Linked DNA regions of Mus musculus: regions 1 and 3 are each linked to region 2. The links are chromatin contacts, called in public HiChIP or PLAC-seq and promoter capture Hi-C maps. All regions are on one chromosome and are shown on one strand. Each heading gives the region's core, a stretch centred on a gene start, on an enhancer-like site or on the middle of the called end of the contact. The rest is flanking DNA. Distances are from core to core; before and after follow the strand shown. Region 1 holds the start of Zfp248 (zinc finger protein 248). Region 2 holds the start of Csgalnact2 (chondroitin sulfate N-acetylgalactosaminyltransferase 2). Region 3 holds the start of Zfp9 (zinc finger protein 9).

What was found. Promoter capture Hi-C pulls out the DNA fragments that hold promoters and counts their contacts. HiChIP or PLAC-seq counts read pairs in DNA pulled down with a chosen protein or histone mark.
Region 1: a contact with region 2 is called in an HNF4G HiChIP or PLAC-seq map of pancreatic cancer cells. The contact joins the promoter of Zfp248 here to the promoter of Csgalnact2 in region 2. A contact is called at or near these places in 4 of 39 promoter capture datasets (the C10 cell line, pre-B cells and stem cell-derived epiblast-like cells), 8 of 115 datasets of contacts at active chromatin or transcription factors (bone marrow-derived macrophages, effector CD8 T cells, embryonic stem cells and 3 more) and 3 of 9 other capture datasets (adipose tissue, liver and macrophages).
Region 3: a promoter capture Hi-C map of liver shows a contact between it and region 2, with 4 times the contacts expected there. The contact joins the promoter of Zfp9 here to the promoter of Csgalnact2 in region 2. A contact is called at or near these places in 6 of 39 promoter capture datasets (the C10 cell line, hippocampal neurons, liver and 2 more), 1 of 115 datasets of contacts at active chromatin or transcription factors (pancreatic cancer cells) and 2 of 9 other capture datasets (adipose tissue and pancreatic islet).

Annotation. Positions count from the first base shown.
Region 1 is chr6:118,454,067-118,456,846 of GRCm38.p6, reverse strand. Zfp248 (zinc finger protein 248) reads left to right here and starts at 1,341. Exons shown (of 6, transcript NM_028335.2): 1 at 1,341-1,431; 2 at 1,936-2,170.
Region 2 is chr6:118,137,656-118,140,457 of GRCm38.p6, reverse strand. It overlaps Csgalnact2 (chondroitin sulfate N-acetylgalactosaminyltransferase 2), which reads left to right and starts at 1,318. Exons shown (of 8, transcript NM_030165.3): 1 at 1,318-1,435.
Region 3 is chr6:118,477,907-118,480,833 of GRCm38.p6, reverse strand. It overlaps Zfp9 (zinc finger protein 9), which reads left to right and starts at 1,561. Exons shown (of 6, transcript NM_011763.2): 1 at 1,561-1,628.

The DNA of each region.
Region 1 (2,780 bases), core at 92-2,591, 320 kb before region 2:
CTATCCTTTTAATGCTATTCAGCACTAGGGTTGTGGCTTCTCTCTCTTTTATCCAGAGAATATTCATGATGATGATCTTTTAGTTTAGACTACTTTCCAGGATTTTATATAAATTTGTTTCACATTCACAAACTAATTAGTTAGTTAAAATATTACATAATTTTCCCCTTCCCTGTCCTCCCTTCTACCTCTACCCTATATCTAACTCCCCTTTCTCCACAGCCTTTTTTCTTTAACCACTCTTTTTACACACACACACACACACACACACACACACACACACACACACACACAAATAGAAACTTCTGCATCCCTCAGTGTTGCCTGCAGGTGTATGCCTTTGGGGACTGACTGACCACTTGGTATTGGACAACAACTCATGGGGCTCACCCCTGGGGAAGACTAATTCTCTCTCTCTCTCTCTCTCTCTCTCTCTCTCTCTCTCTCTCTCTCTCTCTCTGTGTGTGTGTGTGTGTGTGTGTGTGTGTGTGTGTAGTTGCTGATTGTCTGCAATTCTTCATCTTGGGATGCCAGGAGAGAAGCGAGGCCTATAGCACGAGGCTAGTGAGATCATGAATCTTATAGGAAACCCTACCACTGCCACTGTCCCAAAGTAGCACAATTCATAACTACATTCCCTATACGTATCATTATACCCACAGGTAAGCGTAGCTCTCATCCCTTAACAAAGACATTCTTTTTACAGCAGTTAGAGACCATTACCGAAGGACACACCTTGTCAAAATACAGTGAGCAACTGAGGGAAGAGTTCTCAGCCCAACTGATATAACACTCCTCCACCTAAGGCTCGAGCAATGCTGCAGAAGACCTGGTAGAGATTTTAAGAGCCAGAGGATAGGGAAGTCTGATGTGAGATTGTGTCTTGTAGCTAGGACAGGGAAGCCACGCCTATGAAATCTCAGCAAAGTGACCAAGTCCTGAACTATTCCAACACCAGTTGACATTCCAACATAATTTTTAACACATCTTTCCTTCTTTTTGAGTGTAGAAAATATATTAATTTGATCCCCAGTCCCCAGGGTAGTGACAGAAGGCTGGCGCTAGATAGAATAAAGATACAGAAAACTGTCGCGGTGTACCAGAAAGTCCCATCCTGGGAAATGAGTCTGACAAGGTCGTGTTTACACTGCAAACACCTTTACTTCTTACATAAAGTAACCCTGGTTTCTAGACGCCTTCAACAGCATCATTTTACAATACAGAGTGAGACAGGAGCTGACTCCGTTTTCCAGGCAACAGTCCTTCTTCCAACACTGGACGTGGAGACCCCACTACGAGCACCGTTGGGCGCACCGCCCCTTCCTCTGCGCATGCGCAAACTGCAGTCCTGCTCCTGGTCCATCCGTGGCCTCGCGTACCTCCTGGGAAACAACTCCTGGCCTTCGGCACGGTGCACTGCAGGAGCGGCGGGTGAGCCTTAGACAGCATCAAGGGCGGAGGGTTCTGGGAGCTCGGGCCATCCTGGTCGCTGTTGGCAGCAACCAGGGACCAGCGGGGTGGAGGGCTGTATGGGGAAACGCCGGGGTGCGCTGGGACTCCATGGCTCGGGCTTGCGGGATCCGGATAGTCCCGCACTTCTGCAGAGCTAATCTAGGGCCTCTAGCTCGTGCTACGCCTGCGCATTTTGCCCACTAGGCGGGGAAGATGCGGGGTGGTTGGGCGGAACCCTGAGGAGTTGACTCACGCATGGCGCGAGCGTGACGCGGTGACGCATCCGTTCTCTGGCTGCTGGGGCTAGATGCTGGGATGTGGGGGGCGAGCGGGTAAGCCAGGTCCCGAGTGAATGAATTACTGGGACAGAATAACCTACCCGAGACTCGGTTTCCTTTTGTGCACAGTGTGACTATTACGAATACTTGCTGCAATTTTCTTTTCTTTTCTTTTTTCTTTTTCTTTTTTTTTTTTATTTTTAAGCTACTACTAGGGAGCCCACCCTCGCAGGGGGCCTTTGGACTGGTCCCTAGGGCGCAGTGTTTGGAGTGGAAGAGGAAAGTGGTTAGCTAGCCACCAAACCTCCTGCCCCCTCACACACCCGGGATCCCAGTTCTGAATTTGGTTCTCGCTCATGTGTTTTGTGAAAATGACAGTGTCCTGAAACCATGGAAGACTGTGTGCTCGCCGAAAGTCTGGGACAAGTTTAAGGAGAGAGGTGAGCTGGAGTTGAGAGAGATGGGTGCATACAGGCTGCACATGGAATGCTAGTTCTTGGAAAACGATTGGGAGTGAAAGGCTCACAGGTCCGGAATTGCTATCACTGCCCCTACCTCCACATCTTATGCATCCCTCCTACCTGGTTAACTGTGGAGAGGCGGTCCCTTAGACTCTTGACTCATGTGAAGGTGGCATGTAGGGACACGCTTGCTATTATGGCCATATGTTTCCATCGGACAGTAGTGTAGGTGGGTCCTGAGAATCTCAACATCTTGCAGGTTTTTAGTGACACAACCGGGGCCTGCAGATGGCTGTATATTTTGTCTCTTTGAGGTGCAAGTTTCTTATCAAGCGATCGTTTTGAGAATTGTAAGCAAGCAACTTGGAATGTAAGCAAATACATTTTGAAATTTTTATCTTGCCTTAAAAGCCCCGTTCATTTCCTTGACTTACCTGACTTCAAGGGATTAATGGTGTTAGATTTAACAAAACCTCCTGATTCCCACCGCTGTCTCCGCACTCCCTCATTTTCCTTGATCATCAGTCCGGACAAGCCCATAGCCTTTCCTCCTTTAGATTATCATTTGCTGAATTAAAAAGATTGTCTC
Region 2 (2,802 bases), core at 69-2,568:
CTACATCTGTGGACTTTCTTTTTGTTTGAGATAAGGGCTCAATGTATATCCCAGGCTGCCCTGGAACTTACTAAGTAATCCAGGAAGGCCTGAAAAATATCATTTTTCTGTCTCAGCCTCATGAGTGCTAGGACTATAGGCAGATGTCACACCTGGCTTCTGGGGACTTCTCAGAAACTGTTAATGAAATGTCAAGTGTAACGTAGGCACACAGTAGATGTGGGCTTGGACTAACAGTGCCAAAGCTGGAGTCTGGCATCGTGGCTCGCTAAGATTTCAGTGAGGTGCCATTTATATCTACTTTATTAATACATTAGAGAATTTTTGCCTTATCTTGGAAATTTAGCAGTGCTGGGCACTTAACCATTTGCTAAAGGTCCCCATGTTCCAAGTCTCCTAGGAGAGAATTCTCCTGCCTCCCTGCACTCATACTTAGGACTGTGGCTGGTAGACAGCAGGCAGCTAACCCACGTGGACTGTCTTTTGTGATTGTACTAGAGAAGATGGATGTCTGAGGGGACTTCAAGGTGCGTCCTAAAGAAGCAGCTGTCCAAGGGAGACACTTTGTTCCTGACCACAGCTGGCTCTATTGGCTGACAGTTGTTGAGATATCTTCTGCCCAGATGTTCTCCTCTAATGCCACAAGGGAAATCCTGAAAACTTTAACGGTCTGGATCACCTACTTCTAAGATAGGCTTGCTGACTGCATATCCAGTCTCTTTCCAACTTTGCCAGTGTGTGCTTTTCTGAAAAGGCTAGACTTCACACACACACACACACACACACACACACACACACACACACACACGGTACTTTACATGCAGCAAATGGAATTATTTATTTTAAGTAAAAACACGTAAGGACCTCTTCAGTGTTCAGTACCGATCTTCCCTGAGCAGAAGGCATGTTGGCTATCCTCAGCCTCCCCGCTAGTCAGCTCTGCCAGGTTAGCACTTATGTGACGATTAGCCACATGCGTGTCTAGTTAAGTGTCTCTAAGGCATGATGTTCCCAGGCTATTTATCCCACAGGGCTTGAGCACCCATCTCAGTTGTTGTTTGTTTGTTTGTTTTTAGATGAATCAACTGTCATCTGTGGAGCTTTCTGTGCAGGGCACAGGACAGAAGAGGGAGGAATAGGCGTGTCCTAGCTGGAAAGAGAAAGGCCTGGCCCTGGAGGGCGGGACTTGGCAGTGTGGAGGGCGGAGCCCGGCTGCGGTGGGCTGGGTCTGGCCCTGGAGGGCGGAGTCTGGCTGTGGAGGGCGGGGCCTGACCGCGGAGGCGGGCGCGCCACAGCAACCCAGCCTCATTTCCCTCATTTCCTCGCGCGCGCCGGAAGTGGCGGTGCTCCGCGGCGGCGCGCCGGGCCGGCCCCGCGCAGGGCGCTGGCCAGGTGTGCAGGTCCCCAGAGGCGGCGACGCTGAGCGGCGGGCGCGGTGAGTACCGCCGTGTCCTGCCGCGCCTCTGGGCAGCGGCCGGTCCCCTCGGACGAGCCCTCCGGGACGCCGCTGGGCGCGGCGCTTCCTTGACGCGCCCTCCCGAGGCTGGTCCCGTTTTGGAGACCGCTGCTGCCAGGGACCGCTGGTTTGCGTGTCAGGTTTTTTTTTTAACCTCCTCGTCATCATCTCTGCTGAGTGGCTAAACTTTTTACTGTGGGGTTGAACGCGCCCACTGGCAGCAGCCCTCCTGCCTCTGACAAAACGCTCCCCTTTAAAAGATGCTCTTGGAGTAGGAATTGATGATCGCCGGAACCTGGATAAAAACCAAAAACGGAGAACTGTCAGAAGGACCAGATAGTTTAGAAAATTCCTGCATTTCTGAGCAACTGGCTGGGTAATTTGTCAAATACCACAGCGGTACTTGTGTTTGTGATGATGACATTGGCGGCATGACAGTTTGGTTACAAATCTAACGCTTTTCTTCTTAAGTCCTCATTAAATCTGAAGGTGTGCTTTAGCTTGTTTTTGAAATGTACATGCAGTGTCCTGACAGTTCATGCCACTGAAGGCCCCTGGGCCTTTAATACCTTGGGGATTAATGCCATCTCTTAAAGGTGCATTTAAAAAAGCACCTCTGATTTCCGAAGTAATAAAAAGGTGTTTTATGGCATAATATTCGGGAATATTTGCTACTATCTTTTTTAAATTATGTGACTAAAAGAATATAAAAAGGGTGTTGTGTTTTCAGTATATGAGGCTTAGAAGTGTTGATATTAAACAACCAGCTTTAGTTTCAGATAATTAAGAAATTACTGTTTATCCATCTACACTCCTTTTGTAGTGGTATAAAATATAAAAAAACGTCAACAAATGCATGAAAATGAACTGTCTGTGAATCATTACATGCTTCTTACCTTGTCTGCTGCTACACACATCAGATTTTAATTGTACAACATTCCCATAGTGCTCTGCTTCTTCCAAATAGGTTACCCCTGCTTCCCCATTAAGAGTTCTGACTTCTTTCATCAGCCATTAGTTTGGACTATTTTAAGCTTCATGTTAATGGAGTTAATATATAGTATTCTCAGAATATTGCTGTGGAAGTCACTGTTCGTGTTTTTTGATATGATATCATTCATATCATGGTATGGTGTTGATAATTCTTTCTTATAGTGTAATGTGCCATTCTGTGATGTGATTGTTCTTCTGTTCATGAATGTGTGCTTCCAGATTTGTGTATTATTTGTTTTAGGTTTTAGGGGTGTTATAACATTCTTGTGAATGTCTTAGTATGTGAATACATTTCTGTCAGATGTAAAATGGCTGAGACCTACAATAGGAAAAAAATTACATCCTAACTAACG
Region 3 (2,927 bases), core at 312-2,811, 340 kb before region 2:
TTACTTGGAGTCTACAACGAGATGGCTGGTCCTCACCAACCCAAGGCTATGAGTGTCATCTGAGAGCGTCTGAGGCCAAGACTTTCCCATTTGGTTTTACCCTGCCCATCTATTGTTTCCGCCAGTGTGTGTGAGTGTCCTCATTGATGACTTCTTCTGTTCTATTACTCTGAAGGCTCTGTGAAGGGACCAAAGAGATGGGGCAGAGGTGACGAGTGCTGGGTCCACTTCCAGAGGACCAGGGGTTCATTTCCCAGTGCCACATTATGGCTCACGACTGATCGTCACTCCAGTTCCAAGGGATCAGATGCCCCCTTCTGGCTTCATCATGCATGTCTCCCACATGATACACAGACATGCAGGCCCAAACCCATATACACAAAATAAAACAGCCCCGGGAAGCAGCTTGCACGTTGGAAAAGGAAATTTGGGGTGCCCTAAGTCTATGTTCCAGGACCATCATTATGTTCAGTTCACAATAACCCCTTAGAGTTATCCCCTTAGAGGCAAGAGCTGTGTTTCTGTGCCAACAATACCTTTATCCTGAACCTTGCAGGCTGTTTGGTCCCCTTGTCTCTTAAGTTGGCCTTTTGAGGACCAGTCAATGAGTCTGAGTCCTTATGGCTGCCCGGGGCTCAGTCGTTGATCTTAAAAGCTCTGGCACCATATATGCTATATGTATACATTTATGTGTAAAAATTGTAACTTTCGTATGAAGAATGTAATATTTCCATATTTCTAAGGTTAGTACAGTGCGGACTAAAGTTATGGCCAAGGACATATACAAGTTGTTTTACATATTCAGGACATCGTTCTTAGTGAGAGGATAAGAATGGCATTCTGCATCGGTAGGATACAACTTTAAAAATTTGGCCAGGGGGAGGCGGGGACTAACATGTAGGGCACTTTACTTGGTGTATTCTTTTGGTTTATATATACTGTACATATTTTTTTAGTTTCTCGCGTTTCGTGTTATCGTTTACATAGTTTTGAAAGGTAGTAATCCTAAGACAAAATTGCAAGCTCCTTGGATGTAAACTTCAAGTATTTAAGCTACCCCACCGTACACACTGCGCACCCTCTGACGGCCTTCTGTCTAACTCCGCAGGGTGCCCATTGCTTGTTCAATCATCCCCTTAAAGATCAGGCCTTAGGGAAGCAGCGCAGCGCTCAACAGTGAGGTACTCAGAGCCAAACTTCATAACGTGATCACACACGGAGTCATCGCGGAGGCTTCTGGAAAGCGTAGTCCAGAAAGGAGGGCCGTTAGGCGCATGGGCAGAGCCCTCGCCTGTCAGCTGAGGAACTTTTGTCCTTCGTCTTGCGGGGGACACCGAGCCCCGCGGCATCCCCCGATTTGAGGGGTTCTCCGATTGCGGCGGGCGGGCGGGCGAGCGAGCACGCGATCCTGTGGGGCGGCGGCGGGAGGAGCGCGCTGGGCGGGCTGAGGAGGGGAGGGGAGGGGAGGGAAGGGGAGGGGAGAGGAGGGGACATCAGCGGGAGGCAGGCGGGTCTGAGCCACCGCCCGGGTGACGTGGCACCCACTCGCCTTGTCCTCCCGCCACGTCGGCGTCCTCCCGCTTCTCAGCCATCCCCGGGCATCTGCAGCGGAGGCCGCTGTCACCGAGGTGAGAATCGCTCAGGGCGCACGGAGCAGGGCAGTCTTGCAGAGTGCTGTGGAACAAGCAGGGCGGGCTGCTGCTTTTCCAGCAGAGCCAGGTCCTTTCATCTGGGCCCCTCAAAGCTGTTCACAGAGGCTGTTTGGTTTACCCAGTACCTGCGGGTGGTCGTAATCCTCTATTGTTTAACTCTGCCGGGCTTGTCTCTTCCACGCAGTCCTGTCTGCGTCTGCTTTCCGTGCAGCCGCTGAGGACACAGCCTTGAAGCATACTTGATCATACCTGGAGTCTTCTATTCCTAAAACTCCTCCAGCCTCCTCTGGATCCCTTAGTGTGAGAGATTAATTAAGGCTCTCCCTCCCCATATCCCTCAGCTATCCTTTGTTAGACTGTTGAACAGTTATTTGGAAGTACAGTATTGCTTTTTAAAAAAAGGTCTTTCAGTATTAAATTTTCCTGAGAATCTGGGAATTATATACACTCACCCTCTAAGGGAATAGAAGTAAAACAGATTGGGGGTGGGGTGTCGATCTGGCCTTGGAGCTCCAGACTAGTTTGGAGCTGTTGAAACTCCTGCCTCAGCCTCCAGGATGCTGGGTTTACAGGTGTGTGCCACCCCGTCCAGCAGAGACAGATCTAAAAGATGAGAACTGTTGTTCATTTGTGTTCTCTGTTACGAAGGAGATTTCCTAAGGCTGATGATTGGCGCATTTGTATCTGGCCTTATACATTAGGCCTTTGGTATGCACCCGGCTGACTGGAATTAAGCATTTGGTTTTTTGTTTGTTTGTTTTTGTTTTTAATCTATATACACGATATACCTTTTTAGGGAATATGGTACTAAAACTGTTGTCTAATTAATTAATGACTTTATTTATGTATTTATTTGAAATAATGTCTCACTATGTAGTCCAAGCTGGTCTAGCTCTCGTTCTATAGCTTAAACCAGCCTTAATCTTGCTATCTGCCTGCCTCGGCCTTTACAGTGCTGGGGCTAGAAGTGTGCCTCACTCCATGTGGCTTCAAATTGCTATTTTTGAAGGTAATTTTGTTTCAAAGCTTCATTTGTTTCAAAGCTAGATTTGGCAGCCATGCAACAGTTCATTAAGATGTAATTTAATTTCACCCCACCCCCCTGTTTCAGCCTGTTTTGAGAGGCCAGTCAATTACAGGGATCTAAACCTGTTGTGTGGCTGTCAAGGCTTGACCGGAGGCTGCACAGAGGGTTATTCACCATGATTTAATTCCTTTCACTTTAAGAATAATAGCATTGAAACTAAGTCCCAATGCCGGTAGCAGACATAGCAA